2 separate regions of the Gossypium arboreum genome follow, and region 1 is linked to region 2. The links are chromatin contacts, called in public Hi-C maps. All regions are on one chromosome and are shown on one strand. Each heading gives the region's core, a stretch centred on a gene start, on an enhancer-like site or on the middle of the called end of the contact. The rest is flanking DNA. Distances are from core to core; before and after follow the strand shown.

Region 1 (5,256 bases), core at 2,250-4,749, 150 kb before region 2:
GTAAGTCAATAGTAAAAAATAAACAATAGTAGAGACTTCTATCAATATAAGTGTGTCAAAACAGAATTCCTCTCCTATTTTGACCTTTAAAAATCCGAACTTGATCCCAATCATTCCCGTACACTTAATAAAAATATTTCTAATGTGTTAAAAGGCTTTTTTAATAATCTAGACCTATAAATTTAAAAATTATAAAAATGATCTCATTTCAAGATTATTTATTAGAATGACCTAATTTTTACAGGAGAGTTAGATGCCGTTACTTTCCTAAGTGGCACCACCCTAAAAATTCCCCTAATCATGCTTTAATCATTATAAAAATTAAAAATAAAAATAAAAAAGAACTTTTTTAACGTCACCTAACAAATTAACGGCACCGAATTAAGTAATTACCTTTTTAGATTCGCTGAAAAAGATTATTTTACTCATATTCAACGGCTCCACGCCACTTTTCTTCACATAAGAGAGAAAGAGATGCAATCACAATATGACTATGAACCCTCGGAATGCATACAAACATAATCTTCGTTCCATTCACACAATTTTCTAGTCATATCAAGCATGCTACGAATTTAGACCTATGATAATAGTTAAATAATTAGGACGGCAAGAAAGTAAATAAATAACATAGCACAGCAAGAGTATAACAGAAAAACAAACTAGTTTTGACTGTATATAAATGTTTGATAGAACAAATTCAAGCAGAAAACCCAGGACCAGACCTAAAACTCCTGAGCTGATTGCCATAAATAATGGGAACCCAGACACCATTCAAAGTTTATAATTACTCTCACAGACAGCAGACTCTGAAAAACACAAGCCTCACCACCGTCTATCAAGAACCCAGTTCTGTGAACAACATCCTCTACAAGACGGTGATGACTTAAAACTATGACCATCAAAACACACAACTAATCGTCCAATGATGGCTGACCTACTAATAAGAAGCAATGTTTTATTGTAGTAGCCATGATATAGTTCGGTTGGATCAACTGAAACCCGCACGGTTCACTTCCCACCCTTCTTGGCAGCAGACTTGGTCACCTTGGCTCCAGTTGGATCTTTCTTCTCCACGCTCTTGATAACGCCGACAGCAACAGTCTGCCTCATGTCCCTCACAGCAAAACGACCCAGTGGGGGATACTCAGAGAAGGTTTCTACAACCATGGGTTTGGTGGGAATCATCTTAACAAATCCTGCATCACCATTCTTCAAGAACTTGGGTTCCTTCTCAAGCTCCTTACCAGAACGCCTGTCAATCTTGGTCACCAACTCTGCAAACTTGACCGCAATGTGGGACGTGTGGCAATCAAGGACAGGCGCATATCCATTTCCAATCTGCCCTGGGTGGTTCATGATGATGACTTGGGAAGTGAAATTAGCTGCCTCCTTGGCAGGATCATCCTTTGAGTTCGAAGCAACATATCCTCGCTTCAGATCCTTCACAGCAACATTCTTGACATTGAAGCCAACATTGTCACCTGGAAGAGCCTCAGGAAGAGACTCATGGTGCATCTCAACAGACTTAACTTCGGTGGTCAATCCAGAGGGACCAAAGGTTACAACCATACCAGGCTTGAGGATACCAGTTTCAACACGACCCACTGGGACAGTTCCAATACCTCCAATCTTGTACACATCCTGAAGTGGAAGACGGAGTGGCTTGTCAGAGGGTCTCTTGGGCTCATTGATCTGGTCAAGAGCCTCGAGAAGAGTTGGACCCTTGTACCAATCAAGGTTGGTGGACCTTTCAATCATGTTGTCACCCTCAAAACCAGAGATGGGGACAAAAGGAATCTTCTCAGGGTTGTAACCAACCTTCTTCAAGTAGGAAGACACTTCCTTCACAATTTCATCATACCTAGCCTTTGAGTATTTGGGGGTTGTGGCATCCATCTGGAAATGAAATAAATAGATATGTCATGCATAAGAATAATTACTAATTACAAGGCAACCAATTAGAAACTACTGAACATAAAAGCCTGAATGCAATGGCCTACCTTGTTGCAGCAGCAAATCATTTGCTTGACACCGAGAGTGAAAGCAAGCAGAGCATGCTCACGGGTCTGTCCATCCTTGGAAATACCTGCCTCAAAACCTCCAGTGGTAGAGTCAATGATAAGGACAGCACAATCGGCCTGGGAGGTACCAGTAATCATGTTCTTGATAAAGTCACGATGTCCAGGGGCATCGATGACAGTGCAGTAATATTTGGTGGTCTCAAACTTCCACAGGGCAATGTCAATGGTAATACCACGTTCACGCTCAGCCTTCAACTTGTCAAGCACCCAAGCATACTTGAATGACCTCTTGTTCATCTCGGCAGCTTCCTTCTCAAACCTTTCAATGACACGCTTGTCAATACCTCCAAGCTTGTAGATCAAGTGGCCAGTGGTGGTTGACTTTCCAGAGTCGACATGGCCAATTACGACAATGTTAATGTGAGTCTTTTCCTTGCCCATTCTGCAGTATTAGCTTCAAGCTGCACCAACATATATATAGTTAAACCAGAATCCCATGCATAAACAATCAGTGAAAAGGGTAGCCAGAAAAACAATGAACATGTTTACCCCTGCATCCCAAAATTTAAAAAAAAAAATTAACAAATTAACACAACACGATACTTAAGCTAGTTTGATGTTTAAAATTCAACAGAATAAACCATAACATCAATTCTAATAGCATAGTTCCTACTTCATGCTTTAGAAGCAAAAATTAAGTAGCATATCTATTTTTCACCCTTACTTTTCTACAATTTTTAAGCATCAACTTTTTTTTTTTTGGCAATGATTTAAGCATTAACTTTTATTGAACGAACAACTAAAGATACTATGATTTCATATTTGAATAGAAAAATTACAGCAAAGTTCTCAAAATGGACCAAGAAAGCGCATTGATATCATAGTCTCCAAATTTTTTAAAATAAAAGTTGGTCAGAGATTGACTCACTTAAACAAAATGCACAAATCCAGAAATAATTATTCATATGAACGAAAACAAATCTACAGCCAAAAGAATCAATACAACGATCATAATAAACAACAATTTCTCTTAAAAGCTCAAATAAGATCTCCAAATTATTATCATACGATAAATCTAACAACAGTATTACAGAAAAAAAAAATCTCATCAGGAAAAAAAGAAGACAAAAATCAAAAGAGAGATCTAAATTACATTGAAATTAATATAAAAAGTTAAGCCAGGCGAATAAAAAATAGAGCAAATAAAAATATGAAAGAATGGATTGAATAAATTAGATCTGAGAATGGAACCTAAGAAATAGAAGCGATCTGAAGCTGAAATCGTGGCGACAAAGCAGAAGAGAGATTATAATAGTAAGAGAGGTGATAGGGTTTTACAACTGAGCTGCTCTCTCGTTCGTTTTTATAGTCAGGTTTTAGCTTCTTTCTTTTTCTTCCTAAAATGTCCTTTTTCAGATTTGTTTTGACAGATACGTCCTTCGGTTTCTTATTAGGGGCGTCGAGGTTTAATTTTCACGTATGTGGAGTATGATGTGGTTAAACGGACGTTTTTTATTGGTAAGTGGATATTGCGCGCTTATTTTGTGAGTGGGAGTTATTCGCTTTAGGTTTGGGTTGGGTCCTTGGCTTACTATACAAATTGCAAGAATTAGTCATAAGGGATGGGCCTGGCCTTGAGCAGAAGTCGTATGGATACCGGCCATTGGCAGGCTTTTTGTCTGCACAAATTGCAATTGCAAACAAAAGGCCGTCTCATCGACTGGGATGTACCTGAGCAGCGGGAGATGAGAGATGAGCCACAGGTATTCCTTATTTGCTGGTGGGATCTATGTCAGGTTATTCCTTAAGGATCCCAATTTTCCTTTTACAAATCCCAAATAATTTTAATTATATCGTTTTTTGCATTTTTAATATTTTTTCACAGACTTACTTTTTTTAATTTCTAATATTTTTACAACTTTTAATAATTATTTGCAATCAAGATTTTGACATGGCACTATCAACAGTGAATGTTGATTTTGAATAATCCCAACCTACCGCATAAATATCGTAGACACTATATCTTTATTCTCTGTCGAAGTATCTTTACCACAACATATTTAGTAGTTATTTATTTATAAAATATTTGGATATCACTCTCATATTTGCCATTACAATCCTACTATCACCTTTGCCATAGCATTGCCAATTATTTACTAATTCTATATATTACTCAACATTGCATATTTACCTTAGTTTTGCCATAACATTTCATTCAATCATTTTGCCATAGCATTAACCCGACTTTATTAAAATAATTTGACCAACTTTGTGCCTCAATTCGATCCTCTTGGGAGCGATACTCACTCATCACTTTATTACTTGAACCGACGAGTATACTTGCACAAATTGCATATCATTTCACACGCGACAAGTTTTTGGCACCGTTGCTGGAGATCGACAATTTGGTGAAATTTGGTTTCGTTATTTTAGTTAGTAGTTTTATTTAATTTAGTTTAATTTAATTTTTACAAGTTTGCCATCAATGCATAGAGAGGCATTTCTACTAATACAAAATACCTTTTTGATCCAAATATTGACAGAACTTTGCGAAAAAAGAAAGAATTGAGAAAAATAGCTGGAAACAAGAATGATTTCAATAGTAATCCAAATTATTACGATAAGAATCCTCACATGGGGCATGTGGTGGATGATCGAGATAGGCCAATCAGAGAGCATGTTATCCCGATCCTAGATGACTTGAATCCAGGAATAGTCAGACCGACTATACAAGCTCAGCAGTTCGAGTTGAAACCGGTAATGTTCTAGATGTTACAAACTGTAGTGCAATTTGGTGGTTTACCCACTGAAGACCCACGACTACATTTAAGACTTTTTCAAAAAGTCTGTGACTCATTCAAACAACAAGGTGTTCCTAAAGACGCCTTGAGACTTAAGCTATTTCTGAATTCCTCAAGAGATTATGCCAGGGCATGGTTAAATGCCTTGCCGTTAGGAACAGTGGCATCATGGAATGACCTTTGCTAGAGATTTCTTGTAATAGCCCAAAATTGGGTCTAGTTGGAACAGAGGTTTCGGGACCACAAAATTCGAGAGAGAAATAATTATTTTATGATTATTTTGAGGTCTATGATATGATTGCATGATTTTTTGAAAATTTCGTGAAGAAATTCTATGCATAAAATGCTCAATTTGAAGTTAGGGACTAAATTGAATAAGTTGTAAAACTTGCATTCTAGAAGTTTCTAGTATGAAATTGCTTTGAAATATTAAT
Region 2 (5,161 bases), core at 1,632-4,131:
TTAGCATATTCGCCGGACTTAGCCCGGTGGAATTCAATTACTCATACACACATAATCAATAATCATACACATCCATATTTCATCTCACATAATTCAAGTAAGGTCACTTCTTGAGGACTTACCTCGGATGTTGTCGAACGGCTTTTTCGGCTATTCGATCACCTTTTCCTTCCCTTGTCCAATTGTGGCCCTCTTAGCTCTTGAGCTAATTCAAACAAATTCAATTTATTAAAACCTCATTGTGCTTGCTTATGGCGAATATGACAAGGATTTTAAATGGTCATATGGCCACTCTTTAGCTTGAATACACAATGGTCATGCACATTTTATACTACATCAAGCAATTCAATACAATTTATTTGAGCATCAAGGAAATGCTAAGGCCTTCAATAGGCTACCCAAGGCCGAATATTCATGTACATGTTGAGGTCAATTTTGCACTTAATACCTCACAAAAACAGCATGCAATCTACTAATTGATGCTTTGCACATTGTGGCCCAAAACTTATAATATAGCATCAAGCACTTATATGTGTGCTAGGCAATTGTGCTTGCAATTTCACAAGCATTCTTCCACATTTTCTTCTTTAAATCAATATATTCATCACTTAGTTCATAACCAAACATAATGTGCAATCATATATATGCATATATGAGCATGGCCGAATTTTCAAGGTGTCCATAGCCATCCAAAACACAAACTTTTAACTAACATGCAAGAAGCATGAATCATGCTCAAGAATGCATCATGGCCAAGTATGACAATCATGCTCCTTTTCAACTTTAATCATGATAAAACAAAGAGAAAACTCAAAATCTTACTCATGAGTAGAAAATCCATCATTGCATGCATCATCATCAAGCTTCACACTTAGCATGCAATGGCTTTATCACTATAACAACTTTGGCCAAATACCATTTCCATGGCATACCAAAGATTTGAGCCATGGCTAACATGCACATCAAGTTAGCAACCAAAACATGCATGAAACTCCCAACACAACCTCATACATACCTTAATCTTGATGCAAATTTAGCCAAATCACCTTCTAGATCTCTTCTAAACAAAAGAAATGAAGCAAAAATCCTTCTTCCTCTTAGTATTTTCGGCCAAAAAGGGAGAGAGCAAGCATGAACAAATTTTTTTGTTTTTCTCTTCTTGGTTGCACGGCAATGGGGTATGCCACTCTCTCACACACATTTTTTTTTCATTCTTTTCTTACCCATGCTTATTTGTTTACTATTTCTCCCTAATGCCCAACAAAACATGTTTCATGACATGTTTAACCCATATTTCTTTGTCATGGCCGGCCATTACTTGTAAAAAGGGGGAATTTGACATGCAAGTCCATTATTTTGCATGCATGCTTTAATTAGTCATCACATATTTCCCTATCGTACTTTCAAAGTTCACTACTAAGTCCTTTCTTATAAATTAGCACCTAATTAATAAAAATCGAGACACGAAATATTTACGCATACCAATTCCACATACAATAAGTACGGAATATAACACTTAATTATTCTTGTGACTCGGTTTCGTGGTCCCGAAACCACTCTCCGACTAGGGTCACATTCGGGGTGTCACAATAGGTACATGTTGAAAAGGGTGAGAAAATGGCTTGTAAAATAGCTATTTTCGTCCACACAGGTAAAGACACGGGCATGTGTCTCAGTCGTGTGTGACACACGGCCAGGTAGCACGACCGTGTGTCCCCTATAGTTTTCAAAAGGTTGCAAGTTAGGTTTTACACGGCCTAACACACAGGCGTGTGAGGTTATTTCAAAGGGTATGTGTGACCCAAGTCAGTGAGTTACACGGGCACGGACAGGGGCTGGGACACGACCGTGTGTCCCTATTTCGAATGCTTACGTAGCCTAAGACATGGGTGTGTCTTTTGGCCGTGTGACCCCTTCAGTTTGTAAATTTTCATCTTTTCCCTAAAATTTCTATATGTTCCTGATTTAGTTTCGATTTGTTTCTAATGTATTTTTAGAGCCTCGAGGGCTCTTATAAGAGACAATATGTATGCTATTGATTGGTTTTACTGTGATTGATGATATGAATTAGATATACTAAAATTTTTTTATAGTTCTGAAATTTAAACTCCGGTAATGCTCTGTAACCCTATTCTGATAACAGATACAGGTTAGGGGTGTTACATAGAATATATTATCTTGTTATTTTTTTATTTGAGTATTATTTACAAAAAAAAATCAAATAATAATAACAGGAATAACAACAACAATAAGGGTAAACTACACTTGTAGTTACTCAACTATTGGTAAATATTTTTTTTAGTCACTCAACTATTTGATTTTTTTTTTTGTCAGCGAAGGTTAAATGACTGATGGGAAGATGACTCGACAACTTTTAAAATTGATAAATAACAAATTTAACCATCGACATTTATGCATTGAGTCAATTTAATTTTGGTTCTAAAAAAAATTAATCTTCAACGTCTACACATTGTGATTTTTTTTTTCAATTTTGATTTTTGTTTGTGACGCTTTCACCTAAAAATCTAAAAAAAAAATCTATCAACTAATTTTGATCGAAAATATATCAAAAATAAAAACACCAAATTCAATATAATAGTTTTCATCTTCTTTTCGTTCTTTTAAAATTAACCATAAATGTCTCAAATAAAAATAAAATTACAAAAAAAATTATAAAATGTGTAAATATTAAGAGTATTTTTTTAAATTAAAATTAATTTAATTTAATGTATAAATATTAACAGTTAAATTTTAAAAACTGTGAAATTATATTTGTGTCGGTAAAAACGGATGACTAAAGAATTTTGGAATAATGGAATGACTAAAAAAGTTAAAAGGAATTTGACGAGTAACGCTAATAATAACAATAATAATAGTAAGACAACTTTTTGTAGTGTACTTGCTTGGTGTTGCCGCAGCAGTTATGTTTTGTTGCTTGTTTTGGTTAATTTATTTTAAAGTGGTCTATGGGACATTCTGGGTCCCAACTTTTCTTAGTTATCCTCTGCAAATGCCAACCTGTTCTTTTATTATTATTTTCCGCCATTTTTGCTCTCTTTCAAGCATTTTTTTTTTTTTGCCTAGATCCACTTCTCTCTCTTTGATTTTTAATTACTGCATTTTTGTTTTAATACACAATAAGAACAACTAAGAGATAGAATTGACTTATCAATCTTTTAACTGAGATCTGTGAGAATTTTTCTATGTACCAAGGTATTGTAAATTTTCAGTAGTTTCCTGGGTACATTTTTGTTTTCATTTTGAACGTATTTATTGAGTTTTTGTCTTAATAAAAATGTTCAAATTTGGAAACTTTGATATGATTTTTTTTTTTTTTTGCTTTTAGTGAAGATCTTCTATTTCTGGAATCTGGGTTGTTCTTCATTTCTCAGATTGAATTCATTTTTCTTTTATAAATATTAATTCTCATTGAATTTCATGTTCTTGAAGAACAGGAATTATTTACAGATGGGAAAAAAAGGTGGCTGGCTTTCTATTGTGAAGAAAGCTTTGAGCCCTGAATCCAAGAAATCTCAGGTTTCAATGATTTAATTCATAATTTAATGGATTTCTTTTTTCGGTTTGGGTTTTCTTAGATTTGTTGTTTTTAATTAATTTCAGCACCAAACTCCAAAGGCAAAGAAAAAATGGTTCGGAAAAAGCAAAGATTTGAGCCCTGTGTCTGTGCCTGAAGAAACTGAAGTGATAACTGAAGATGTAAAGCTAAAAGAAGCTGAAAACGAACAAAGCAAACATGCCTACTCTGTGGCTCTTGCCACCGCTGTGGCGGCCGAGGCAGCGGTGGCAGCTGCTCAGGCGGCTGCTGAAGTTGTCCGTCTCACTTCTCAGCCGCGCCATCTGGGGAAGTCAAAGGAGGAAATAGCTGCTATCAGGATTCAAACAGCATTTCGTGGATATTTGGTATATATATATATATCATTACTTTTCTTTTCTTTTTTGCTTAATTTTGATGTTTTATGTTCTTATTTATTACTTAATGAATTCAAACATTTTTGAAGGATCCGAAAATACATTGTGTTCGCCTGTTCTTTATGTAAACATATACGTATGAACTTTAACTGGATTTTCCATTGTTGTCGTCCATGTCGGTCGGTGCTATTGCTTGAATTGAAAGTTGTTATTGATTTTGAAATGATCGTTGGACATTTTGTTCGTATCGGCCTTTCTTGATGATTACTTGTGGCTAATTATGTTGATGATGATTACGAAAGGTGTTCTTGAGTGTTGGTGATGTGTAGCATAATCATAATTTCTCCTGAATCATTTGTTTTGTGAGCGATTAATCATATTCATGCTATGAGTTATGGCATTTGAGTTCTCAGGCTAGGAGGGCACTGCGAGCTTTGAGAGGGTTGGTAAGGTTGAAATCGTTGATCAGAGGGCAATCCGTCAAACGCCAAGCAACTACAACGTTAAGATGCATGCAGACTCTAGCTCGTCTGCAGTCTGAGATTTCTGCAAGGAGGATTAGAATGTCAGAAGAGAACCAGGCTCTTCAGCGCCAGCTTCAACAGAAATGCCAGAAAGAGCTCGAGAAGTTGAGAGCTCCCGTAAGTGCCTCGATTTTAGCACATTTTATGCTTTGAGCTCATGATTTCCTAAATCTTCTTCGACTTTTCGGCTTTCCTTGGACCATTTTTTTATGGATCTTGACCCTATTTGGACTTTACTGTACCTTTCACCAAACTCATAACACAATCTGTCCTCTAGAGTTTTGCATACAAAGACTGAATTTCTAGAGAGTTGAGCCCTCATGTTTTTCTTTGAAGTAATTTTCTTCCATTTGATGATCGGTTTTGGTGTATTTTCCACTACCTTCAAAACTCCTTTAGTGAAAGATCCGACCTTCCGGAAAACAATGAAGTTGGTATTACGTATGAGACCTGTCTCATACTGAAAGACTACCTTTCCCAACATTTGGACTTTGTGGAAAACCTTTTAAGGCTGATTTCAGAAGCATTTTACTTATAAGTCCTACTGTTTCTACTATTTAAGCAGAATGTATATGAACGCTGTTGAATCTACGGATTTGTTGTTTAAACATGTAATTTGCAGATGAGAGAAGACTGGAACGATAGTACACAGTCGAAGGAGCAGATAGAAGCAAGACAACATAATAAGCAAGGAGCTACTATGAAAA

Evidence for each region. A called contact is a pair of places that touch in the nucleus more often than the background predicts.
Region 1: a Hi-C map of leaf shows a contact between it and region 2, with 4 times the contacts expected there. The contact joins the promoter of LOC108460449 here to the promoter of LOC108457861 in region 2. A contact is called at or near these places in 3 of 5 Hi-C or Micro-C datasets (all in leaf).

Annotation. Positions count from the first base shown.
Region 1 is chr4:34,740,924-34,746,179 of ASM2569848v2, reverse strand. It overlaps LOC108460449 (elongation factor 1-alpha-like), which reads right to left and starts at 3,499. Exons shown (of 3, transcript XM_017759942.2): 1 at 3,273-3,499; 2 at 2,001-2,482; 3 at 645-1,896. The coding sequence starts at 2,462. The coding sequence ends at 1,009.
Region 2 is chr4:34,592,157-34,597,317 of ASM2569848v2, reverse strand. It overlaps LOC108457861 (protein IQ-DOMAIN 3-like), which reads left to right and starts at 2,881. Exons shown (of 6, transcript XM_053026697.1): 1 at 2,881-2,920; 2 at 3,456-3,537; 3 at 3,622-3,921; 4 at 4,344-4,571; 5 at 5,077-5,161. The coding sequence starts at 3,469.